Linked DNA regions of Triticum aestivum: region 1 is linked to region 2. Evidence: chromatin contacts called from public Hi-C data. All regions are on one chromosome and are shown on one strand. Each heading gives the region's core, a stretch centred on a gene start, on an enhancer-like site or on the middle of the called end of the contact. The rest is flanking DNA. Distances are from core to core; before and after follow the strand shown.

The links. A called contact is a pair of places that touch in the nucleus more often than the background predicts.
Region 1: a Hi-C map of leaf shows a contact between it and region 2, with 5 times the contacts expected there. The contact joins the promoter of LOC123103634 here to the promoter of LOC123103633 in region 2. A contact is called at or near these places in 2 of 5 Hi-C or Micro-C datasets (both in leaf).

Annotation. Positions count from the first base shown.
Region 1 is chr5A:403,102,828-403,108,347 of IWGSC CS RefSeq v2.1, forward strand. LOC123103634 (protein FAR1-RELATED SEQUENCE 5) reads left to right here and starts at 2,763. Exons shown (of 2, transcript XM_044525280.1): 1 at 2,763-3,080; 2 at 5,222-5,520.
Region 2 is chr5A:402,680,896-402,686,734 of IWGSC CS RefSeq v2.1, forward strand. LOC123103633 reads left to right here and starts at 3,072. Exons shown (of 3, transcript XM_044525278.1): 1 at 3,072-3,377; 2 at 3,724-4,293; 3 at 5,544-5,839. The coding sequence starts at 3,825. The coding sequence ends at 5,590.

The DNA of each region.
Region 1 (5,520 bases), core at 1,513-4,012, 420 kb after region 2:
CGGGAATTTCATCTAGTCACTTTCATCATGTTGGTTTGATTTGTGTTCACTAATTTCATAATTTGATATGTGGGTGGATCAGTGCTTAGGTGTTGTTCTTACTTAAACAAACCTCCTACTTATGATTAACCCCCTCGCAAGCATCCGCAACTATGAGAAAATTATTAAGAATAAAATCTAACCATAGCATTAAACTTTTGGATCCAATCGGTCCCTTACGGAATAGCGCATAAACTAGGGTTTAAGCTTCTGTCACTCTCGCAACCCATCATCTAATAACTACTCCACAATGCATTCCCTTAGGCCCAAATATGGTGACGTGTCATGTAGTCTACGTTCACATGACACCACTAAGGGAATCACAACATACATACCATCAAAATATCAAACACATATCAAGTTCACATGATTACTTGCAACAAGATTTCTCCCGTGACCTCAAGAACAAAAGTAACTACTCACAAATGATAATCATGCTCAAAATATCAGAGGGTTATTAAAAAGCATATTGGATCTAAACATATAATCTTCCACCAAATAAACCATATAGTACTCAACTACAAGATGTAATCAACACTACTAGTCACCCACAAGTACCAATCTATAGTTCCGGTACAAAGATTGAACACAAGAGATGAACTAGGATTTGAGAGGAGATGGTGCTATTGAAGATGTTGATGGAGATTGCCCTCCCCAAGATGGGAGAGTTATTGGTGAAGATGATGACAATGATTTCCTTCTCCGGGAGGGAAGTTCCCCCGGCGGAATCGCTCCGCCAGAGGGCAAAAGTGCTCTTGCCCAAGTTCCGCCTCGAGACGGCGGCGCTTCATCCCGAAAGTCCTTCCCTTATTTTTTTTCTAGGTCAAAATGACTTATATACCAGAAGATGGGCACCGGAGGTGGGCTGGGCTGAGCATAACCCACCAGTGCGCGCTTGGGGCCCAGGCGCGCCCTGGTGTCTTGTGCTCACCAGGTGGCCCCCCTCCGGTAGTTATTTGCTCCAGTATTTTTTATTTATTCCATAAAAATTCCTCGTGAAGTTTCAGCTCATTTGGAGTTGTGCAGAATAGGTAGCTTGACGTAGCTTTTTCAAGTCCAGATTTCCAGCTGCCGGAATTCTCCCTCTTTATGTGTACCTTATAAATTATGAGAGAAAAGACATTAGAATTACTCCAAAAAGCATTATTATGCATAAAACATTATAAATAACAGTGCATAAACATGATGCAAAATGGACGTATCATCCATCACCAACTATAAAGCCGATTACATCGTCGCCGTGACATCTCCTCTTAAAAAGACTAATTCTCAAATCCATCGATGGACCATAAAAGCCCATTATGTCATCGCCGTGACATCTCCTCTTAAAAAGACTAGTTCTTAAATTCATCATCGACCATAAAGTCGATTACCTTGTCGGGAAAGCATCCAGAGCTTCTTTATTTGGTGTCGTCGTGCTGCCGCCGAAGCCAAGACATCTAAAACCTAAGCTACTAGGCCGTAAAACCTAAAGCTACATGATCCTAAAGACCGTTGGCGGAGAGGAGCCGCTGGAAAACGACACCGGAACATTGGACTCCGCTGGTGGCGACTAGGGTTTCTAGGCCGGTTGGGGGAGGAAAACTTTTCACATCTATTTGTGTTCCCGTAACCATGATATGAACATTCATGTTTATTCATCAAAGCCACCATTAAGAAAGTATTACTTATATTGTCTCTAATACATTGGGAAAATCGACAAACTTCTTTATCTGCAACATGAATTTGATGCACGAGAAGGCATGATACATGGGCATGTAGGATCAACCTGGCTCTAGTCGGTGGCCTGCCATCCAGCGTCGTGAGCCAGTGCTACCTGGGCATGTAGGACCGACCAGGCTTTCGCCGCAATGGACGAGAGTGTTGTACGCTTCTGTCGCGAGGCCATCGACGAGAAGTCGACTGCTGGGTGACTGCCGGCGGTGATGTCATTTAGAGCAGTCGCCATAAAAGCCCATTATGTCATCCCCGTGACATCTTCTCTTAAGAAGACTAGTTCTCAAATCCATCACCGACCATAAAGCCGATTACCTCGTCGGGAAAGCATCTAGAGCTTCTTTATTTGGCATCGTTGTTGCTACCGCCAAAGCCAAGACGTCTAAAACCTAAGCTACTAGGTCGTAAAACCTAAAGCTACACGATCCTAAAGATTGTTGACGGAGAGGAGCCGCCGAAAAATGGCACCGGAACGTTGGACTCCGCTAATGGCGGCTAGAGTTTCTAGGCCAGTTGGGGGAGGAAAATATTTCGCATCTATTTGCGTTCCCGTAACCACGATATAAACATTCATTTTTATTCATCAAAACCACCATTCAAACAGTATTACTTGTACTGTCTTTAATACGTTGGAAAAATCGACAAATTTCTTTATCTGCAACACGAATTTGATGCACGAGAAGGCATGCTACGTGAGCATGTAGGATCAACCCGGCTCTAGTCGGTGGCCTGCCATCTGCCGTCGTGAGCCAGTGCTACCTCGACATGTAGGACTGACCATACTTTCGCCACCATGGACGAGAGTATCTTGTACACTTCTACCGCGAGGCCACCGGCGAGAAGCCGACTGTTGGGTGGCTGCCGGCGGCGACGTCATTTAGAGCGGCCGCCATGGACAAGGGCGAGCAAGCCTTGAGAGAGTACACGTACAAGTGGGAATGGGCTTGATGCTTTGAGATTGTGATGTCCACGTGTCGTGCATCCGAGCGGATCTAACCAGTTGGAGAGTTAGACCCATTCTCGTAGATTTTTTCCCCCTCGCCTCCTAGCTCAGGAACCACAGCGCTGCCATGTTCTCTCCGCCGGCGCAGCCCAGATTCGACCCTCTGCGCCCCACCTCACCGACGAGCTAACCATCCCTCACACCTCCCTGTTATCTACGACAACGCCCAGGTGCACCCCCCTGCAGCGACCCACCCGATGCCGCCCCGGGTCCAGTTCGCCGGTGCGTCACCCGGGAATTAGGGTGGCCGCAGCCACCATCACCACCCCGTTTCTTGCCTCGCCAGGCTGCCCGGAGGATCAACCGCTTGCCGGCTACTGGAGTAAGAACAGTGGCCGCTCCTTTTCTTCGGTCCTCCAGTTTTTAATTTCTGCAAAGCAAGTTGGTTTCTAATGTGCCCAGTATTCAATGCTAGATATACTCATATCCTATTGAATATGGAATGTTGTTGGCTGTGAAATCGAACTGTTCGTTGTGTATTATAGAACACTAAACCATCAACCAATTTAGGTGTATTTGGATTTTGGATTACACGAACTTAGGGTGTGTTTGGTTCTAAAACCAAGTGGAATGTCATGTAACATCTTGATGTTCGGCAAGAAGAGAACGAGGTCGGATGGAACGGTTCCTTGGGACAGAATGCCAAAAATTGATAGATACCGGACTTGAGCAAGAACTCCAATCGATCTAGGGAGATGGTGGCGATCTAGGGAGAGGGTCGCGAGCGATCCCACGGGACATCCTTGGGCTCCGCCTGGGAGGCATCCCCGCCACGGCCACTCCCCGCCTGGGAGGCATCCCAGCCCTGGCCGCTCCTCGCTGGCTCGAGCGGGTGATGCAGGAAGTCAGGTACGGGGAGAAGAGGAGCCGCCCCGGACAACTGCGGCGGAGACGGCGGATGGGACCTCTATCCCGTCGGCTTCGGATGCGGCGTCCCTGGCGCGGAGCTTCTGGAGTTCGGTGAGGAAGGGGCTTGTCCGGATAGGAGGCTGAGGAGGAGGAAAGGGCTGTGAGGGTGGGGAAGGAGCTCGGCGGAGCGGCGGAGGTCGCCGGTGATGGTCGGCAGCTGAACGGGAGTAGGCAGGCGCGCGAAGGATGTGACGGAGAGGCGAGAGGCAAGCGGTTCTGCGTGGTCCGCCCGATTTGGAAAGACCACTCGGAATGGTATAAACAGGGAATATGCCATTCTCTGGAATCGATTGATTCCGGTTCCTTCGACGATCCGAACGCGAGAATGAGTTCTGGGAACGGAACCGACCCGTACCGTCCCACTTCCTGACAGAAACCAAACACACCCTTACATACCCATGTTGGCGGCGGCAATCATACTTCAGTCGTTTTTTCAGATTTCCATCCTTCCAACAAAGATGAGTTAGTTCAGGCATCACTGTTCTTATGCTTCCTACTTATGGAGCTTCCAAATTATACTACTTACTATGTATGCTTCGGTCCACATAGTTTTGCTTCCATAGTTCAACCATTTTCGCAAATTTGGAGTGTAGGTGTTAAAAATTGCATCTCCATGTTCGTGAGAATCTTAGTTAACTTTTCTATGCTTCAATTGAAATGAGTCATATCGGCATAGCACATTTTCATGCTTCCTACTCACGGGTCTTCTAAATTGTACTTCTTTGGTGTCCATAGATTACTTCCATATTCCTACTTTTACAAAATATTCAAAATTCAGATATGTAAAATGCAGCCAATTTATCTTCTCATTTTGAGGTACCATCCTGCTACCGGTAGATTCTGTTTTATTCTAATTGTATGTGTTGATAAATCATGATTTCCCCCCTTATTTCAGTGTGTGTAGGCTAACAAAATTACCAATTGAAATTGACAAAATTGGTTTGTTCATCACAAAAGGATGCACACACAAGTTGCCGCTAGGCATTGCTAATTTCAGTTTCAAAATGTTATGCTTACGCTAGGCATGGGTATGTTAAGATAGCATGAAATTGATGCTTTGTGTATCCATGCTTCTGAATTTATTGAGTTTGTTGTTCACTCCAGATAGTTTGCTGCAATAGAATATGCTTCTACTTTTTTCTGTACTTGTTACACTGTAAGACCATATTTTGTATTTAAATACTCTCATCATGCTTCCTACATTTCATACGTGTATATATATATATGCATATAATGCAAGTTCACACCTTTCAGATTTCTTTGTTTCCATTGGTACAGTCAGGTTGCCAAATTAGTAGTTGCTACAGACCATTTTATTTCTTGCATAAGCTTCTATAGTGTGTTTATTCCATGCTTGGAAAGCTAACTATATATTACTTCTACTGTGTAGGTAGTTTGCTAGTTTGCTTTCATGGTTCCTGCTTCCGTAGTCTGATCCCTAGCGGTTCCCATGCTAGTTTGCTAGTCTGATCCCTAGCGGTTCCCATGCAGCCGAGCAACCTGAAGGTACCGCCTTTCCTCTTTACTCACTGAATCAGCCTCCTTTCCCTGCAGTTCTGTTGGAAACCAAGGTCTCACTGGGTCAAATTACTAGGGTTCTTGCTCTCGATTGGTGCAACCGGAGTTACTTGCTTACTGTTTCTCGGTGAAGTTATTGAAGCATCGGGTTTGTTGCTTCCCCACAGAAGGTGCGGAGGCATCGTAGAGCCAGAGGGAGAGAGACCTGGAGTAGTTTTCTGGTTTTTGGATTGGGCATCAGAGAGTGGCAGCTGTTGGTTGGTTTCTTGGTTCTTGATTTGCTTCTGTGGTGGAGGGAAGGGCTAAGAATACAAGGGAGGGTATTGAGGGCAAGG
Region 2 (5,839 bases), core at 1,822-4,321:
TAAAGGGAGGGCTTAGTTATTTTTATTAATTTTTTTCATCATAAGAGGGTTCCTTTTTTGTGAAAAAGGACCTTGCACCACCGAAGTAAAAAAGGTTCATAAGAAGCTCCTTGTGTAAACTTAGTGATTTAAACGGTCTTATATTAGTTTTACAAAGGTACTACAAATATATTATAAAAAGCTCATAATAAGTACAAAGCATCCCGAACATAATAAAAATTACATCAAGGACCCTGCAACACCGAACAACCGTGGCCGCCACAAGAATGAGCCGATGTCACCGCTTCCCTACCGGAGCCAGCTTGACTTTGTCGACCACAACCGAAAAATCTTCGCACATGTGCCCCTAAGGACCAGCATTGAACCCTTGAATTGATCTAAAGCGCCTAACACAAGATATTGTCGTGGCGCACACACATCAATAAATCCTAACCTTGCCACCTCAAGGAGACGACAAGAATCTACGTCAGAGCCTTGTCGAGTCCATCCTGATGGGCTAACTCGAGGAGGATCGGAGCTCAGAAGACCATCTCAAAGATGAAGCGCTGTCATCCGCCTAACCACCGTTCCCACATGGAAAAAACCCTAACCTAAACTACTTTAGCCAGAACCAAGGCACCAGGATCCCCTTCCGCCACTGGCCGCCTGAGTGGTAGGCTCGTCAACGAAGCTTGGAGGGGGGTGATTGCCCTAGCTGTTGTAGTCGCGCGAGAGAAACTGTAACTTGGAGGGAAGGTCAACAAGACGGCACCACAATCATGTACTTGTATCCTTCAAAGAATATCGTTGTTTTATAAACACGTTCCACCCCTCAAAGGAACATATTCGGTGCACTTGAGCTTACGGATGCACGTATGATCAAGCATGGTTTCAAAAATCATGTTCTCCAAGGACATTTCAATACATTACCATTAACCCTCAATGGGACATAAAATCGGGCTGCCGACATACGAAGTTCAGGGAATTACGCCACACATCAACATAAATCAGCCACCTCAACGTGAAGATTTGGGGATAAGTCACCCATAGCAGTAGCGCGGTCCTAGGAAGAGCGCTACTGCTAAGATCAATAGCAGTAGCGTTGACTGTAGACCAGCGCTACTACTATACCTAGCCTGCCGGTAACGGTGTGGCAGTTATAGTAGTAGCGCTTTTTTACCTGGGCCGAGCTACTGCTACTTATATAGTGGTAGCGGGCTTGTCCACAACGCGCTACTGGTACATAGCAGTAGCGCGTGTTTTTGACCATCACTACTGGTAAGCTTCTGTGTATAAGGTTTTTCCTAGTAGTGGTAACTTCTCAGGAGCAAGGACATCATCATCATAAAGTGAAATGCCTCTTCGTTGTTTAGGGATTAAGAAGTCCCGACAAGTAAGAGCAAAATCACACTCCCAAAGTGTCAAGGTTTCCTCAATATTATGGTCGCATAAGGTGCAGTTGTAACTGTTCATGTGAAAACCCTTTCTTTCAAGCAAAACTTTAGTGTTTACTCTATCATGCAAAGCCAACCAGAATAGGATTTTGTGTCATATAATTTGACCTGAGTGGTAGGGTTTCAAACTTTATAATCCGATGGAGAACCGTCATATTTGCCTTCTTTACCGATATGATGATAAACAACGAAGACTATGTCTCGTAGTTTGATTTCAAAATCGCACATATCCTGATGACAACCGTTGTTCTTGTTTCACAAAAGGTCTCAGTCAGGTATTGGACTTGTGTCTATATTGCAAATCCATCATTCCATCGAGTCTGAATATCTTGTTCATGAGGCAGCTTCAGTGAGGTTACCGTAAGAGCCAATCCGATATTACGCCCCTTGTCTCCATCCTATCATAAAGGGAGGGCTTAGTTATTTTTATTAATCTTTTTCATCATAAGAGGGTTCCTTTTTTGTGAAAAAGGACCTTGCACCACCGAAGTAAAAAAAGGTTCATAAGAAGCTCCTTGTGTAAACTTAGTGATTTAAACGGTCTTATATTAGTTTACAAAGGTACTACAAATATATTATAAAAAGCTCATAATAAGTACAAAGCATCCCGAACATAATAAAAATTACATCAAGGACCCTGCAACACCGAACAACCGTGGCCGCCACAAGAACGAGCCGATGTCACCGCTTCCCTACCGGAGCCAGCTTGACTTTGTCGACCACAACCGAAAAATCTTCGCACATGTGCCCCTAAGGACCAGCATTGAACCCTTGAATTGATCTAAAGCGCCTAACACAAGATATTGTCGTGGCGCACACACATCAATAAATCCTAACCTTGCCACCTCAAGGAGACGACAAGAATCTACGTCAGAGCCTTGTCGAGTCCATCCTGATGGGCTAACTCGAGGAGGATCGGAGCTCAGAAGACTATCTCAAAGATGAAGCGCTGTCATCCGCCTAACCACCGTTCCCACATGGAAAAAAAAACCCTAACCTAAACTACTTTAGCCAGAACCAAGGCACCAGGATCCCCTTCCGCCACTGGCCGCCTGAGTGGTAGGCTCGTCAACGAAGCTTGGAGGGGGTGATTGCCCTAGTTGTTGTAGTCGCGCGAGAGAAACCGTAACTTGGAGGGAAGGTCAACAAGACGGCGCCACAATCATGTACTTGTATCCTTCAAAGAATATCGTTGTTTTATAAACACGTTCCACCCCTCAAAGGAACATATTCGGTGCACTGGAGCTTACGGATGCACGTATGATCAAGCATGGTTTCAAAAATCATGTTCTCCAAGGACATTTCAATACATTACCATTAACCCTCAATGGGACATAAAATCGGGCTGCCGACATACGAAGTTCAGGGAATTACGCCACACATCAACATAAATCAGCCACCTCAACGTGAACTCGATCCTCATCCCAATAATAGTCTCCGCTACAATACGTAGTACGTGTAACCATTCCAGGTACATTCACGCGGCTGTCCCCGATGGCGACGTGAAACCCATCCACATGCATCCGTGGAGCAGATTCACCAAGACGCGAAGCGAGACCAAGCGAAAAACCCCAGCCGGCGACAAGTGTCCGGGGAGCCCACGAGAGCGAGAACTTGCGCCTCACGAACCCGCCGCCCGCGACAAGTCATCCCGCCGCGGTGCCCGGCGATTGGCCCACCCGACGGGCGGCCCGGATCCGACTCACACGTCGCGCCGGGGGCCATCCGGGCCGTCCGTGGCGTGGCGAGCGGATTATATATGTGCCGTGGCCACACGCTCTCTCGTCGGGTCAGTGGTGGTTGCTCCTAGTCGCAGACCTCTTTATTAATCACAATCTGGATCCGGGCACGGGGAGCGATCGACTGATCGACGAGAGCCTGGAGAGCCGGGGGTTTCGCTTCTCGCTGCGTTTGGGGTCTTGCCGGGCCTCGGTTTTCGAGCAGGCAAGGATTTCCTTTCAATTTTGGGTGATTTGTTTTCCTGTGCTAAGATTTTGGATCATCGCCCCCCAGTGTTGATCCTGTTGGTTTAGCGCCTGGATTGGGAAATTTTTTTGGACGGGTTACCTTTAATGGGGCCTGTCGCTTCCCGTCGTCGCGAATCAGTGGACTAGAACAAGAAAGCTTCCCAATTGGAGCGGATTTTCTGCGGTCGCCGCGCTTAGTTTCGAAAGGCGGCACCTTTATTTGCTACTGCGCTTTGCTGTGGCCGTAAAGTTACCCATTGTGTCTGTTTCAAGAAATAGATTGGGTTTTCCTTTTTTCTGAGGTGTTTGTTTTAACTTGGCAGATCCAGGGAACACCGGTTTTCGTTTGATTTTGCCGAAACTTTTGATCTGATCGGAGCGATCCCGGAGCTTCGCAAGGAGCAAGGCATTTTTCTTGGGGGGCATGGCCATGGGGCTGGGAAGATTCACACACTGGCTCTGGCCGGGTAACGCCGCGCGAGTTGGCCACCACGAGCTCCCCGGCATCGCCTTGACGGGCGCCTCCTTCCCGGAGTTCCCCTCCGGGTTCCGTGAGGCTGACGCTATCGCCGCCGCCGCCGGCCGCCGCACGCGGCCGAGGAGGGTCAAGAACCAGCGGCGCAGTCGCGGGGAGCCCAGGATCGACAGGGAGTACGACATGGTCATCGTGCCGTCCGACGGCGGCGGTTGCCTTTCCGGGTCAGAGTCCGACGACTCCGACTGGTCCATCGGCTGGCTGGAGCCGCAGGCGCCGGAGATGCAGACGGACGGTGACCAGGAGACCTCCTTCGCAGTTCTCGTCCCCTGCTACCGCCACGGCCGCGCCGAGCAGCCCGCGATGCCCCAGGGACGGTTCCTTGGCGCTGGCCCTCTCGCCGATGGCGGCCTCTCTGGTGAGTGGTTTGCAGAAAGATCTACCAAGTTCTTGTGTTTACATCTGCGCAGAATTGGGGGAAAAACATGCCATGTTTGATTAGTTTATTAAAGCATAAGTCCTATGTGATATTAAAAATAATCATTTGCTCTTGTTCATAATATACTAGCAACAGTTCATTCACTTTGTGAAGTCAATTTTTGACAAGTCTGGCACCTTTTCAGTTATCAGTTATCCATTGATGGTTTGGGAATAAATTCAGCTTGTGTTAAGCTGGCAGAACTCAGCCTATAACAGGATAAGCCGATAAGATTCGTTCTTGGTGTCTCTTGCTGTTGTACTAGCATTTATGGGGCACAACTACTACTGGTCATATGCCATTTTCATGTTTGGAGCTGTTGATTGGTGGGTTTGGTGGCTTGCTCTAGTACTTTGGGCTTGAAGATATTTGTTTGAGATTCCTATGCTCAACAGCAGATATGCAATACTTAATATAGTTGTTTTATCACTAAAAACTCTTTACTATTTCACCAGATAACCCTAGAGGCATGGATGTATGATAGAATCCGTTGACTAATTTTTTCTCCAAAATTTGGCAATCTATAACTTACTCTGTTAAGACCTCTTCAGTTGTTAAACTTGTAGCCATATACCACTTGCTTTGGTTGGCTTCTGCCACTTTGTGTGCTGTAGTTGAGGTTTGGGCTTGCTGTGTCAAAATGTGCTACTTCGACTTGTGAATCGACTCTATAACCTTCATTCTTCTTTCAGCATCATGTTTTGTATATTTATGTTGATCAAACAAGGCATCAAATATCCCCGCAAGAAAAACAAGGCACCAAACATATTACTTTATTACACCCGCATCATAGGGAGCTGATGGCTTCCTGTTATTGGTTCTCTTATTTAGTCAATTCAACACCAGCACTGTATTTGTTACAACGATAGTATGCGGTCTTTGCGGAATAATAGCACTGCAATTGCTTACCATGTTTCTGATTTGCCATTTACTCCAGTCGACTCCTGCATTTTATTGGTTCTAGAGTGCTAGGTGTGATTGGTGTTGAACATGATAAAGCCACTTCATTGCCTGCTTGTGCCATTTTTATTATCTACGATTGTATTGGATTGTGTGGAAGGTCTTTCATCGTAATTCATTTATCTTAAATGAGTTTTAGTTGCTAGCAATGTTTACTCATGTGCATATATTTCATCATTACAGCTTCTGATATTTTTCTGACACTCTTCTTTCCCTTTTCCGCTCCACAGATGGAAAGAATTTTGTAGAACAGTGGCTTTCTTCCCTCCAGAACTGATATCTGGAATCTCCGTTAGCTACGCTGTATATATTATTGCTCAGTATCATTATCGATGAAGGAAGACATCAAAACCCAAAAAAATGAGAAAATAGAAAAAGAACAAAAAGAGGAGCAGCGAATTTTGAAGCAGCACTGAACGGGTTTGTCCTTCCGGAGGTTTCAAGGCTAATTGTACTCATTGCAAAGCAAGGCCAATGCTGAACAAGACCAGCTGCGCTGCGCGTCGTAGAAGACACATTCATTCTT